Linked DNA regions of Mus musculus: all the other regions are linked to region 3. A link is a contact called in public Hi-C data. All regions are on one chromosome and are shown on one strand. Each heading gives the region's core, a stretch centred on a gene start, on an enhancer-like site or on the middle of the called end of the contact. The rest is flanking DNA. Distances are from core to core; before and after follow the strand shown.

Region 1 (2,700 bases), core at 19-2,518, 34 kb before region 3:
GGGGATGGGGTGAGCATTCCAGCCCTGTGGTGACAGTCCCAATCTCTCTCCTTTCGGGATACAGGTTTCCCAGGCTGGGCCTGGAATGGAGGGCTTTGGAGAGTCTCTTACCTCAGCCTTCTGAAAAGTGGAGCTGGAACTACAGGTGGGTGCCCCCTTGCTGGGACTACAGGTGGGTAACCCCTTGCTGGCTGCCTTTCAACTTTTGTGGAACTTCAGGTCTAAATTCAGCCAAGCTTACTTGTCACAGGGAAGCAGGGCACTTATGACTCGCTTTGTTGTTGTTGTTGATTTTAACCTAGCAGCCTTTGTGTGGTGTGAAGACAAGCTCTTCAGAGGGTCCTGACATGGTGGGTCAGGGAGAGGGAGTGTGCTCACTGGAACACCCTGCCCCCACCTTGTGCAGGCCTGAGGCTATGTCCAGATTCTGTACAATTGTCCCTGGGTGGTCTTTCCCTCCAGCACCCAAGAGGCTAAAAATGGTAGTTAATACAGGTTTTCCTAGCTGATCTAGACTGCTTCAGTGACTTCCAGTGTCAGTGCCCGTGGCCAAGTCTCATGCCCATCCCCAAAGCTAGCCTTCCTGCCTATACACTAAGTCCTGGCATACCCAGCTCACTCAGCTGGGGTGAGGTCACTTCCCCAGGACTGGGCAGCTTCCTCTGTTTCTGGCACACGGTTGTCACTGCTCCCTTCTTCTCTCTCCACACCACTCAAACCATCACCTTACACTTGGCAAAATGCTGAGGGCACCCCTCCCTGCTGCCTCTGTAGCCTGACTTCTTCCTGTCCTGCCTGGCAGGGACACATGGGAGTGAGGAGACCAGAGAGTCAGAAAAGGCTCTGAGCCCAGCCACCACCCAGCATCCTCCCGGGCTTCCTTCCGGTTCTCCCAGCAGCGTCACAGTTTCAAGTGTGGGGTCTTTCCCACACCGACCATCCCTCTGCCCAACATGAGTCTATCAGGAGCCTCGCCCAGGCCTGCTTCTAGCTCAGACTTGTCAAGGTTTCAGGAGTCACTGGTAGGGGCTGGCATGCCAGGGCCTGTTCTCCATCCTGCCTCACAGAGGGAGCCAGCACGTAGGCACGGGGCATGGCGCCCAGCTGCGGAGATGTAGCCGGCTTCTGCGGCCACCTGCTTCCCTTGACTAACTCTCCTTCCCATCCCCTTGTCCTTCTGACCCTGCGCAGAGCGGCCCTGTCCCCCTCTGAACACCCTAAGGTTGGGCAACAACCTGAGCAACAGAAGCCTGTGTGTCCCTGAGAGGACACAAGAGGGACATGTTTCCTGCTGGGCCTCTCCTGGAGATGGCAAGTACAGTTAGCATGTGTGTGTTAGACACTGTGCCAGTCCAAAGTCTGAATGCTCATGGAGGCTAATTTGTTTCATTCTCAAAACTCCTGGGTGCTAGGTTTCATTACCATTCTCGTCTTGGAAATGAGGAATTCAGAGAGGCCAAATTCCAAGGCCAGATGATCACACAAGAACAGCCTGTCTCCAGAGGCTGTGCCTTCTATTACTGAGCCTCGTGGTATGTATGTCTTGCTCCTTCCCCTTTGGGAGGTTAAGCAGTGGTCTACAGCTTCATGACAGACACATGGAACCTGTCTGATGCAGGATGGGCGAGGAGTCCCTACTATCTAAGAAGTGCGAGCATCATCCCCTCTGCCTGTCACCCCTGGCTCTGGGAAAAGGCTGAGTCTGTCACCCTGGCCCCCAGCTCTGCTCCAGTCAGGGCTGCAGGCCAGCTGAGCCACAAGGAGACCTGACTGAGGACTCTGAACATACCTCATCTTCATTCTTCCAAGCCTGACTCTGTCTTAGATTTTTATCTTTCTGGCTCTCAGCTTCTCAACCTGGGAACTGTGTGGTGCGAGCTGTAGGGGAATGGAGGGAAAATGCTAGGCTACTTTCAGGAATCATGGAGTCGGGGGCAAGGGTGGCTACCAGGCACCCAGGAGCTTCAGAGACGAGAGTGAGTGTGTGAGTGTGTGTGTGTGTGTGTGTGTGTGTGTGTGTGTGTGTGTGTGTGTGTGTTCTTCACAGCCATCCTGGGACGGGAGCTCCCCTCAGCCTTAGACCTAGAAAGATAAGTGACTGCTAAGCTGTCTCTTCCCCAGACAGGCAGCAGAAGGTTGGGATTTCCTGTCTCACCTCACCTCAGCCCACCCTACCCTCATCAGCTCCAAAGCCAAGGAAGCCAGAAGCAAGTGGTACTCACGAGACCCCAGCCCTTCCCTGAGTAAGCCTGGATCTCCAGCTCAGCCCTCAAGGTGAGCAGGGCTCGTCCCACCTCCACCACCACCAAATGTTGGCCGGCTCCATTGCTGGCCTTCCCACCAGAGGCTGCTGGGATAGCATGCCAAATTAGCTTAATGAGTGAGGCCCCAACTTTAATTGGGGGCCCTGGCCTTGCACTGCTGACTCCTGTTTTCACTTTGAAAGCTGGGAAGGGGTGAGTTTTTCGCTCTCTCTCCCTCTCCCAGGCATTTTCACCCTGGCTAATGGTTCCTCACTCAGAAAGGCCCCTACAACTGCTAATTGGATTTAATTACTGGGGTAATTAATGATTTGATTGGGAAACTGAAATGTGGTGGGTGAGTTCTGGTACATAAATAGAAAAGTCAAAGGGACAGTGGACTCAGACTGGGATCCAAGGACCATCTAGGGTGGGGGAGAAGCAGGCTTCGGATCCTTCA
Region 2 (2,700 bases), core at 158-2,657, 63 kb after region 3:
GGACCTTCAGAAGAGCAGTCAGTGCTCTTAACCACTGAACCATCTCCAGCTTTTTTTTTGGGGGGGGGCGTGTCTCTCTTCTTAAGGCTTCCATAAAACCTTTGAATACCCTTGGACTGAAGGTAAAACACAGATAAACATAAAATAATAGAAAAACAACAACAGAAAAAATAAGGTGGAATGCAATTGAGGAAGGCACTTGATGTGACTCTGGCCTCCACATACATACATACATACATACATACACACAAACATGCAAACATACAACACACACAGTTGTGTAAGGATCAAAAGAAGAAGTAAACAGGCTAGTGTTTCATAAACCACAAGCACTCCACAAGTGGGAAGGTTAAACACACACTCTTCAGAAATTGAAGGTTTCTTAGTGACAGGAGCTGCCATCTTTTGAATACTAACTGTGAGCCAGGATGTTACATCTGTCATCTTATTTAATCCTGGCGAGCTCTGTGGAGATGTAAGTGGTTCTGTCTCCCTGCTTTAGGATTAGGAGACCGGGACCATGCTCAGTCAGAGCCCTGTTTCTCCCACCTGCTTACTTTGTCATCCTTGGAGTCTGGGTTTGGGCTATGGTGACTCATCCCTGAGGAGTCATGGAGAGGATGACAGGCAGGACAAGTCCTGGCCCCTGGTCCCAGTTTTCTCTCTCTCCATCCCCCGCAACTGGAGTCTGGGGCAGCTCAGAGGCACAGAGTCCCCGAGCTTCTGGAGACACGGGTTCATGCATGTAGCCTTGGCTGGCCTCAAATTCACTTCCTGGCTAAAGATAACCTTGAACTTCTGATCCTCCTGCTTCTGCCTCTTGAGTGCTGAGATTGCCATACCCAGCCTACGGGGCACTGGGGTCAGAACCCAGGGTCTTGTGCATGCTAGGCGAGAATTCTACCTCTCCCCACTCATTCCCCAGTCCCTGCCTTCATGCTTCAGAGGGGTTTCTGAGAATCTCCTCCAGTTAAGCTTAGTTCAGGTCTTGGTGTTCCTGCCTCTGGTCCTGTCACTGTGCTGTGGGATACGTCCCATGACCTGGGTCACCCTGCCCTCTGTCTTGAGAAGTGAGGTTGCTTTGCTTTTCACAGTCCTTCAGGATGGCTGCCATGCTCTCTCGGAGCAGATCACTCACACAGTCTCTGAGGTGGGGTGGAGACAGCTGCTGTAGGGGGACTCGGGGACAAGGTAGAGGCAGTGGGGGGGAGCCCTGAATGCCTCTCTGGGTTGAGAACTCCCTGGTGGCTGCTCCAGGCCTGTTAAAAGGGCCCTGAAGCTCTGAGTGTTCATCACCACCCCAGCTCACCGGGGGCTGGAACATTCACTCCCCCACAGTAGGGAAGGTGGAGAAGTTGCTGAACGGCAGTTTCCTTCTTTGCTATGTATCTCTGTAGATGAGTCATTTTCTCTCCTGCCTGCTCTGTTCCCTCCCTTTCTGGATCTGGGTAGGATCACTATTGAGTCTGGCTGCCCAGGTCTCTGTTTAAGCCTTGGGCTTCCCTGGGTCTCAGCCATCCATATCTTTGTGCAGTCTCCTGAAACATCCACCAAGTAGCTCCTCTGTCAGAAACAGTGCCAGGTACTCAGGAGACAGGGGCATGACTCCTGTATACAGCTTGTGGTCAAGTAGGAGAGAAGAATGTTATATGTAAAACCATATAATCCAGGATTCAATCAACACCAAGTGTGTGTCATAAGCAAGAAAGTAGCCTGACCTGTAACCCCAGCTACTAGAGAGGCTGGGGAATGAGTAGCCCTGGCAGAGACAGAGAAGTCTCAGGGCCAACCTGAGTAATTGTGATGTTTGATCTTTATTGTCACTGTGACGGGATTTAGACTCACCTAGGGGACACAACTCTGGGCATGTCTGTGAAAATGTTTCCAGAGAGGTTTAGCTGAGAAAGGAAGAGTCACTCTGAATGTGGGTGTCAGGGGTGAGGGGCCAACACCTTGGCTGAATAAAAGGGGAATAAGGAGAAAGCCAGGTGAGTGTTGGCTTTCTCTTTCCTCCACTTTCTGGTCTTCTAAGATGTGACCATCTGGCACGCACTCCAACTCTTCCACCAGGACTTCCCTGCCACAGTAAACCACGTACCCTCAGACGGAGTCAAAGGAACCTTTCTGCCCTTCACCTGTTTCTTGTCAGGTCTTTGATCACATCAATGAAAGTGAGAAGAACAGCTGACACAGCAACTTAGTGAGATTCTGTCTCGCAGAAGGCCCCGGGTGTCAATGTCTGTTAGTGGGATGGAAAGCCAGGCTCACACGTGTAATCCCAACACCCAGGAGGCTGGGTTAGAAGGACTGACGTGGCTTTGAAGACCAGACTGGGTTACAGAGTGAGTTCTAGGCCCGCCTAGGCTAGAGTGAGGACCTGTCTCAAGAACTGTGCTGGGCAGGGGGGTGGGCTGTGGGTGTGTGGGAGTTGGGGGTCTGCTAGCTCAGTTGATAAAGTGTTTGCTTGCTAGGCAAGCTTGAAGAATTGAGGTCAGACCGTCCCGTCCCCCCCCCCCCCGCCCCCAGGGGAATCAGCTTGGGCTACATTGTAAGACCCTGTCTCAAACAAGAACAAAAACAAAAATAGTAAAAAAAAAAAAAAAAAAAAAAAAAAAGCTATCTATACATTTAACATAAATGCATCTTGTTTTATGTAAATTATATGTTGATAAAACTGATTCTGGGAGAGAGCTCTTTTCA
Region 3 (2,700 bases), core at 18-2,517:
TCTGACAAGAGGCCGCCAAAAGAAATGAAGTCGCCCCCAACCCCCGCCACTCTCCTAGCCCACAGCCCACCAGCTAGGAGACTGACGCCCTCCCCCTGGGGCTGTTGTCTCATACCCCAAGCCCGTGATTACGGTGATTATTTTGCATTTATGTAACACGCAGTGTTTCCAAACTGCTTCTCGAGCTGAGAACTGGTTATTAAATAAATAGAACCCTATTACATATTATTATTTTTGTGAAGAACTGAGCGGAGAAAGTGCTTTCTTGCTACATAGAGACGTGCATCCGATTGCTACCCTGCAGGGCAGGCTGTTGGGCTTCTCAACCCCTTTCTCCACGGTGCCACCTCCTGCCCCCCCTTATCCAAGCGTGACCCAACTTTTCTGGCTCCGTTCGCTCCCTACAACCCGTAGCCTTGCCCATCATCCAGCTCCAAGTCCCGGGGAGGTTCTGGTTGGGTGGGGGGCTATGGAGGGAGGCAGAGGCAATCGCCTTACCTGGGAGGAAGAAGGCGGTCAAGCCGAGAGCGAGTCCCCACCAGCGTCCAGCGGCGCCCGCAAGCCCCATCCGAGCCATCGGGGGGTGGGGGTCCGGCGAAAGGGGCTGCCAGGAGGGCGCTCCTCGCGCTCCAGAAACCAGTCTGGAAGACGAGGGCGGATCGCTGGCGGTTGGCGGGCGCTCGGAGGATCCAGGTCAGCCGCAGCCGTCGGTCGGGGCGGGGTGGGCTGGGTGGGATCCGCGCGGCCGCAATCCGGTCCCCGGCTGCCGCCGGCTCAGAGCCTCGGCAGATGCCCGCAGTAAGTTGCACGAGTCATGCCCCCTTCGCCTCCTCCGCTCTTCTCCTCGCCCCGGTCCCCGCCCTCTTCTTCCACGCAAAGCCCGGCTGGGGAGAGGGACCCACCCCCGGCGCGCCCGGCTACCGGGCTAGCGCGGCGCAGGCTCCCGGCCCTGGGCGCGCTCACACCCTCCCGCTCGGCTCCAACTTGCAGGCGTCCATGGCCGGCTGTTCTCCGAGGGTGGCCGGGCGGTGCGGAGGGCTCGGGGCCCAGGCGGTGGTGTGCGGCTAGGGCGGCCAGCTGCCCGCGGGGCTCGGGGCTGCACGGTCTCGGAGGACCGAGGGGAGCGAGCCGGGTGCGCCACGGGTCCCCACCGCGGCCGCTGCGCTCGGTGCGGGCGATCCGCAACAATGTGGAGCTGCCCCGGTGCCGAGGCGAGCCGCGCTCTCTCCTCTCCCTCTCTTTCTCTCACTCGCCGATCCAGCCTCTCACCCGCTCTCCCGTGATGTCAGCCCGGGGGGAGGGGTTAGCATTAACCCCCTCCTGGCTCCCACGCGCCCGGCCCAGCCCTGGCCCGGCCTCCGCCCGCGCGGCCGCACCTCCCAGTCCTAAGCAGCTGTGGCTGCGAGCGTGGCCGTGGGGTTCGGCTCAGGGCCCCAAGCTAGCAAGATGCCCCTTGGGTCGCCGTTCGGTCGTGGAAAGGGCCGGAGGGCGGGCTGCCCTCCTCGGTCGCTGACAAAGGGAGGCAGTGACCCCTAGCGGCCGGCAAGGGGGAGAAGCTGCTCGGTAGGGGTGGAGTTAAGATGAGGAGGGGGGCTGCCGTAGGGATCCGTGTGAACGCTGGATCTGGCATTGTCCGAGCTCCGAGGGCTTTTCTGACTCTCTGGTCCGACCCTGGGACCATTTCGCAGATGAGGAAACAAAGGCCCAGAGGAGGGCATGGAGAGTGGCAGAAAGAAGCAGAGCACAGGCTAGAACTGTTGCCAAAGCTTCTGCTCCCCAAGATCTGGACACCAGACGGAAACAGCTTTGCGGAGGACCAACCGCGAAAGCTGTGAAGAGTTGAGGCAAGACAAGACATTAGTGGGTGAGAGATCAGGGCACTCAGGTTTCTAGTGGGTCTTCTTTAATCCTTATTGCCTTCAGGGGGTCCTTGTCCCGAAATCGAAGCATTCTGCTTTCCCCAAAGAGCGACAAACCAAGTGGGCTCCCATTGCCTTCACCTCGTTTCTGAGTGGTTTGCGGGATTCCCGCGAAAGTGGCCCATCCAGTCGGTGTCCCAGAACGGCCAGGACTCTCCGCCCCATCCTGTTCGCCACCCACCACATCCGGGTGGCTTCTTGCCAAGGTGACTGAGCCCGAGGGGCCCTTAGCAGCCTGAAGCCTGGACCTTCTGTCCCCATCCTTGGACTAGGAGAGGCAGACAGACAGGGTTTCCCAGTCAAGAGAACAGAACTCCCTCGTTCGGGGCTGAGCAGACCACACCCACTTTGCCCTTTGCCCTTAGCCCAGCCCCAAGGGCACAGAGGCTTGGGGTAGCGCCAAATTCTGATAAAATGTAAATTTTCCTTTCGGAGAATGGGAGGGGCAGGACAATGGAAGAGAGGGACAGTTTCCCACTCTTGGGCCCACGGGCTCAGCCTGCTAAAGAAGTCACTCCACTCAAAAGGAATGCTCTCTGTATCCTTTTATGCTTCACCCGTGTAACTCAGGACAAACTGTCTACCACACTACCGCCTGACTTGGGAATGCATTGTGTGGTCTCATAGTTGGTCCTTGCCCCACAGGAGCGGGGTCTAGTGGGGATGGGGGGGGGGGGGAGACACAGAAACAGAAGTTCTATAGAATCACTCACCGCAGCACGGCATTGTGGGGGTTTTCAGATTCAGGACATCTACGTTAGCCTGGGCTGGGAGGGACCTG
Region 4 (2,700 bases), core at 196-2,695, 45 kb after region 3:
AGTGTGTGTATACAACTGAGATTAGTCCTGATTGCAGGACTTTCCCTTGCCCACTCCTTCCCCCTCCCATCCATCCTAGCCAGGACTGTGCCATCTCCATCCCTCCAGCATCCTTTATCAGTATCACAGATGCGGATTCACAAGATGTAGGTTTCCAGGGAAGGTGATTAATGATGGCAGCTGTGGTCCCTCACGCTCTCCCAGCCTTCCTGACCTTGTTCTGCCCCTCCTCTTCCGGCTTGCTTGCTTGCTTGTCTCCACCATTCCCTAAGGAGAGAGATAAACGTTCAAGGGCAAGGGGGAGGGGAGGAATCGGGCCCTGTGGGGTAGCTGCTGTGGACCAGGCACTGTGCCAGGCTCTTTTATTTATTCTCATTTGCCAGCACATATAGAAAGAGGCTGTAGGGTGTGCTTGGATGCAGGGGGAACTGGACTGTGTTCTTCCCATGTCCCCATAGAGGGCAGTGCCAGGCTGGTTTCCTGTAGCCAGACACACATGTGGCTCCTGTGCTTCCAATGTGTACGCTGTCTGCATGCTTAGCTCATAAAGAGGAGTGTCGGAGTCCTTCACCATCTCTCACTTAACTGGAAGTGTGAGGACCTCTCTGGAAATGACTTCCTCAAGGTCACACAGAGGTAGCCTCTCCAGCTTCTTCCTTGAGGCCTCTCATACCCAGCTGCTGGTCCCTTGCTGTCATGGCGGCAGGTCAGCTCTCTAGGGAAGAAGAAGCTTCAACCACGAGGATGGTCTTTCCCATCACGCACTTCTGAGCAGCTCTGCCCAGCCTCCCCACTGAGAGAGACTGAGCCTGTAGTTCCCGGTGACTAGAATGGCCAGGGCCACTGTGTGGCAGAGCTTCGGACACTGAGGCGACTCTACACAACGTGCACTCGTTTCATTGTGTCCTGTACGTGTGTGTATGTGGGTGGGGTCAGGGAGGACTGCAGAATGAGCCTGGCTGTCATGCTAATGGTGCCCAATTTCTGACCTGTGGTACACAGCTCAGGCTCTTCATCTGCTCTCAGATTGCCCGGTCACCTAAGAGTCATGTAAGTGGGTGACAGTCTGAATCAGGGGCCTCAGGGTTATTTTTCTGCCTCCGATGACTGACTCCAGCCCAGGATGGAAGGTTGAGAAGGGGCTGTCACAGCTCCAATTTTTCTGTTCTCTACAACTTGGTCCTTCAGAGAGTCAGGTAGGTCTGAGAATGCAGAGAAATATCATGGCCACATCGAGTTTAAAGCTGGGTACCAACAAGAAATCTGCTCTTTTCCTAGGCAGACAAAGCAGCAATTTCAGCACCACGGACAGAGTCCAGCCCAGGCCTGGGAAGGGAGGGAGGCCCGTGATGCTCATTGGTGCCACCACTAGGCCCACACCAGTGCAAAGCTCAGAGCTGCTCAGAAACTCTGAGGCATGATGGGAGGTATTTAAGGGGATGGGCCCCAGGCTCCCTGGTAGACTGGAATTTAGCAGAGGGAGAAGTCTTGACTTCCTGTGACTGATCAGTAAACAGGAAGCGTCCTGGGATCAGAGTGTCCTTCAGGAAGGACCCCTGGACAGCAGTAGCGGGGACTGCCTGTGGTCTATGAGTCCTGCTCTGATCTTCTGCCCGCTGTGAGTTTCTGCTGTCTGGTCTTCCCTGCTGTGAGTTTCTTGAGGACAGGAACTGGGGCATTCTTATTCACTACTGTGTCCTCAACAAATACGACAATGCCTGGCCCTGGGTGAATGTTCTCAATAGTTAATTATTGATTAGGGCTGAGGAGACTGCCACTGAGAGGGAAGTTTGGATTAGGAACTAGTTGGGATAAAGCCGGGGCCTCTGTGGTACCTCTCCCCCTTCCACCCTGTTCTTACAGGAACCACCTTCCCCAGCATCCTTAATGTACCTCACCCCTACCCCACATCATATGTGCTCTTTTCTTGATTTCCCCTGGTCCATTCTTCAAGGCTTTCCCACGGCCATTTCCCTGTTTCCTACTGTCCTAAATTCCCAGGGTGCTGACTGCCTGGACCCCATACTTAGGGGCATTGTTTGGTGGATGTATGTGTGTCTCGGTTCTATGTTGGGGGCCTTGTATTCTGCTATGGATCTGAATAGTCCATCAGAGACTCACCTGTCAAAGGCTTGGCACACAGTGCAGCAGTGCCCAGAGGTGGGACTTTGGGGGAAGTGATGAGATCATGAAGCCTCTGGCTTCATCAATAGATTAATACACTGATGGCTCCCAAGTTGAATGGACAATGGGGAGACACTGGAAATTATAGGAGGTGGTGAAGGATGCTGGGGGTGGGGGTGGATCTTTGGGATGTGCCCTTGAAGGATCTTTTCCTCTTCCCCATTTTCCTTCCCCTTCCCTCCCTTCCTCTGGCTCAACTCATCTCTTTTTCTCTCCCTTCTTCCCTCTCATGTCCACTGGAATGCCCTACCACAGGCTGTCGATGTGATGGATGTGATGTCCTGCCTCACCATTAGGAGGCCCAGAAGCAATGACTTCTGGGTAACTGAGGAAACCAGGGAGTAAGACCTCCAAAGTTGTGAGCTCAAGGCAGCTTTTCTGCCTTTAACTTTGCTACTCTCGGGTATTACGTCACAACAGAACACTGACCGACACACCATACTTTAAAGATTCCTACAAACCTTTATAGTATATTTTACTTAGCCCAAAATATTAAAATTAGTCAATGTATGATAA

The links. A called contact is a pair of places that touch in the nucleus more often than the background predicts.
Region 1: a contact with region 3 is called in a Hi-C map of muscle stem cells, with 2.3 times the contacts expected there. The contact joins the enhancer-like site here to the promoter of Nectin1 in region 3. A contact is called at or near these places in 5 of 39 promoter capture datasets (the C10 cell line, hippocampal neurons and liver), 1 of 15 datasets of contacts at CTCF or cohesin (the NIH/3T3 cell line), 17 of 484 Hi-C or Micro-C datasets (the C2C12 cell line, the N1E-115 cell line, conventional dendritic cells and 10 more), 14 of 115 datasets of contacts at active chromatin or transcription factors (the 230-238 cell line, the SCID.adh cell line, embryonic forebrain and 8 more) and 2 of 9 other capture datasets (adipose tissue and liver).
Region 2: a Hi-C map of the N1E-115 cell line shows a contact between it and region 3, with 2.9 times the contacts expected there. The contact joins the enhancer-like site here to the promoter of Nectin1 in region 3. A contact is called at or near these places in 5 of 484 Hi-C or Micro-C datasets (the N1E-115 cell line, cerebral cortex, cortical neurons and 2 more) and 3 of 115 datasets of contacts at active chromatin or transcription factors (embryonic stem cells, forebrain and neural progenitor cells).
Region 4: a Hi-C map of the N1E-115 cell line shows a contact between it and region 3, with 6 times the contacts expected there. The contact joins the enhancer-like site here to the promoter of Nectin1 in region 3. A contact is called at or near these places in 3 of 39 promoter capture datasets (embryonic stem cells, hippocampal neurons and stem cell-derived epiblast-like cells), 4 of 484 Hi-C or Micro-C datasets (the C2C12 cell line, the N1E-115 cell line and cortical neurons), 5 of 115 datasets of contacts at active chromatin or transcription factors (the SCID.adh cell line, embryonic stem cells and epiblast stem cells) and 1 of 9 other capture datasets (adipose tissue).

The regions. Positions count from the first base shown.
Region 1 is chr9:43,776,184-43,778,883 of GRCm38.p6, reverse strand. All of the region lies in intron 1 of Nectin1 (nectin cell adhesion molecule 1), which reads right to left. Gm46108 (a long non-coding RNA gene) reads left to right here. Exons shown (of 4, transcript XR_003948147.1): 2 at 65-1,532; 3 at 2,126-2,700. Among named protein-coding and RNA genes, the nearest start is that of Gm46108, 13 kb to the left of the region's middle. Within about 2 kb of position 1,268, at least 44 of the 459 cell types and tissues checked have an H3K27ac peak or open chromatin away from gene starts, as enhancers often do. A contact at or near this core is called in the C2C12 cell line, the SCID.adh cell line, embryonic fibroblasts and 3 more, where this site is marked.
Region 2 is chr9:43,680,143-43,682,842 of GRCm38.p6, reverse strand. No RefSeq gene overlaps it. Among named protein-coding and RNA genes, the nearest start is that of Gm29961, 36 kb to the right of the region's middle. Within about 2 kb of position 1,407, at least 28 of the 459 cell types and tissues checked have an H3K27ac peak or open chromatin away from gene starts, as enhancers often do. A contact at or near this core is called in the N1E-115 cell line and cerebral cortex, where this site is marked.
Region 3 is chr9:43,742,521-43,745,220 of GRCm38.p6, reverse strand. Nectin1 (nectin cell adhesion molecule 1) reads right to left here and starts at 1,267. Exons shown (of 6, transcript NM_021424.3): 1 at 499-1,267. The coding sequence starts at 577. The region is part of intron 3 of Gm46108 (a long non-coding RNA gene); the gene reads left to right.
Region 4 is chr9:43,697,231-43,699,930 of GRCm38.p6, reverse strand. No RefSeq gene overlaps it. Among named protein-coding and RNA genes, the nearest start is that of Gm30015, 40 kb to the left of the region's middle. Within about 2 kb of position 1,445, at least 23 of the 459 cell types and tissues checked have an H3K27ac peak or open chromatin away from gene starts, as enhancers often do. A contact at or near this core is called in the N1E-115 cell line, cortical neurons and epiblast stem cells, where this site is marked.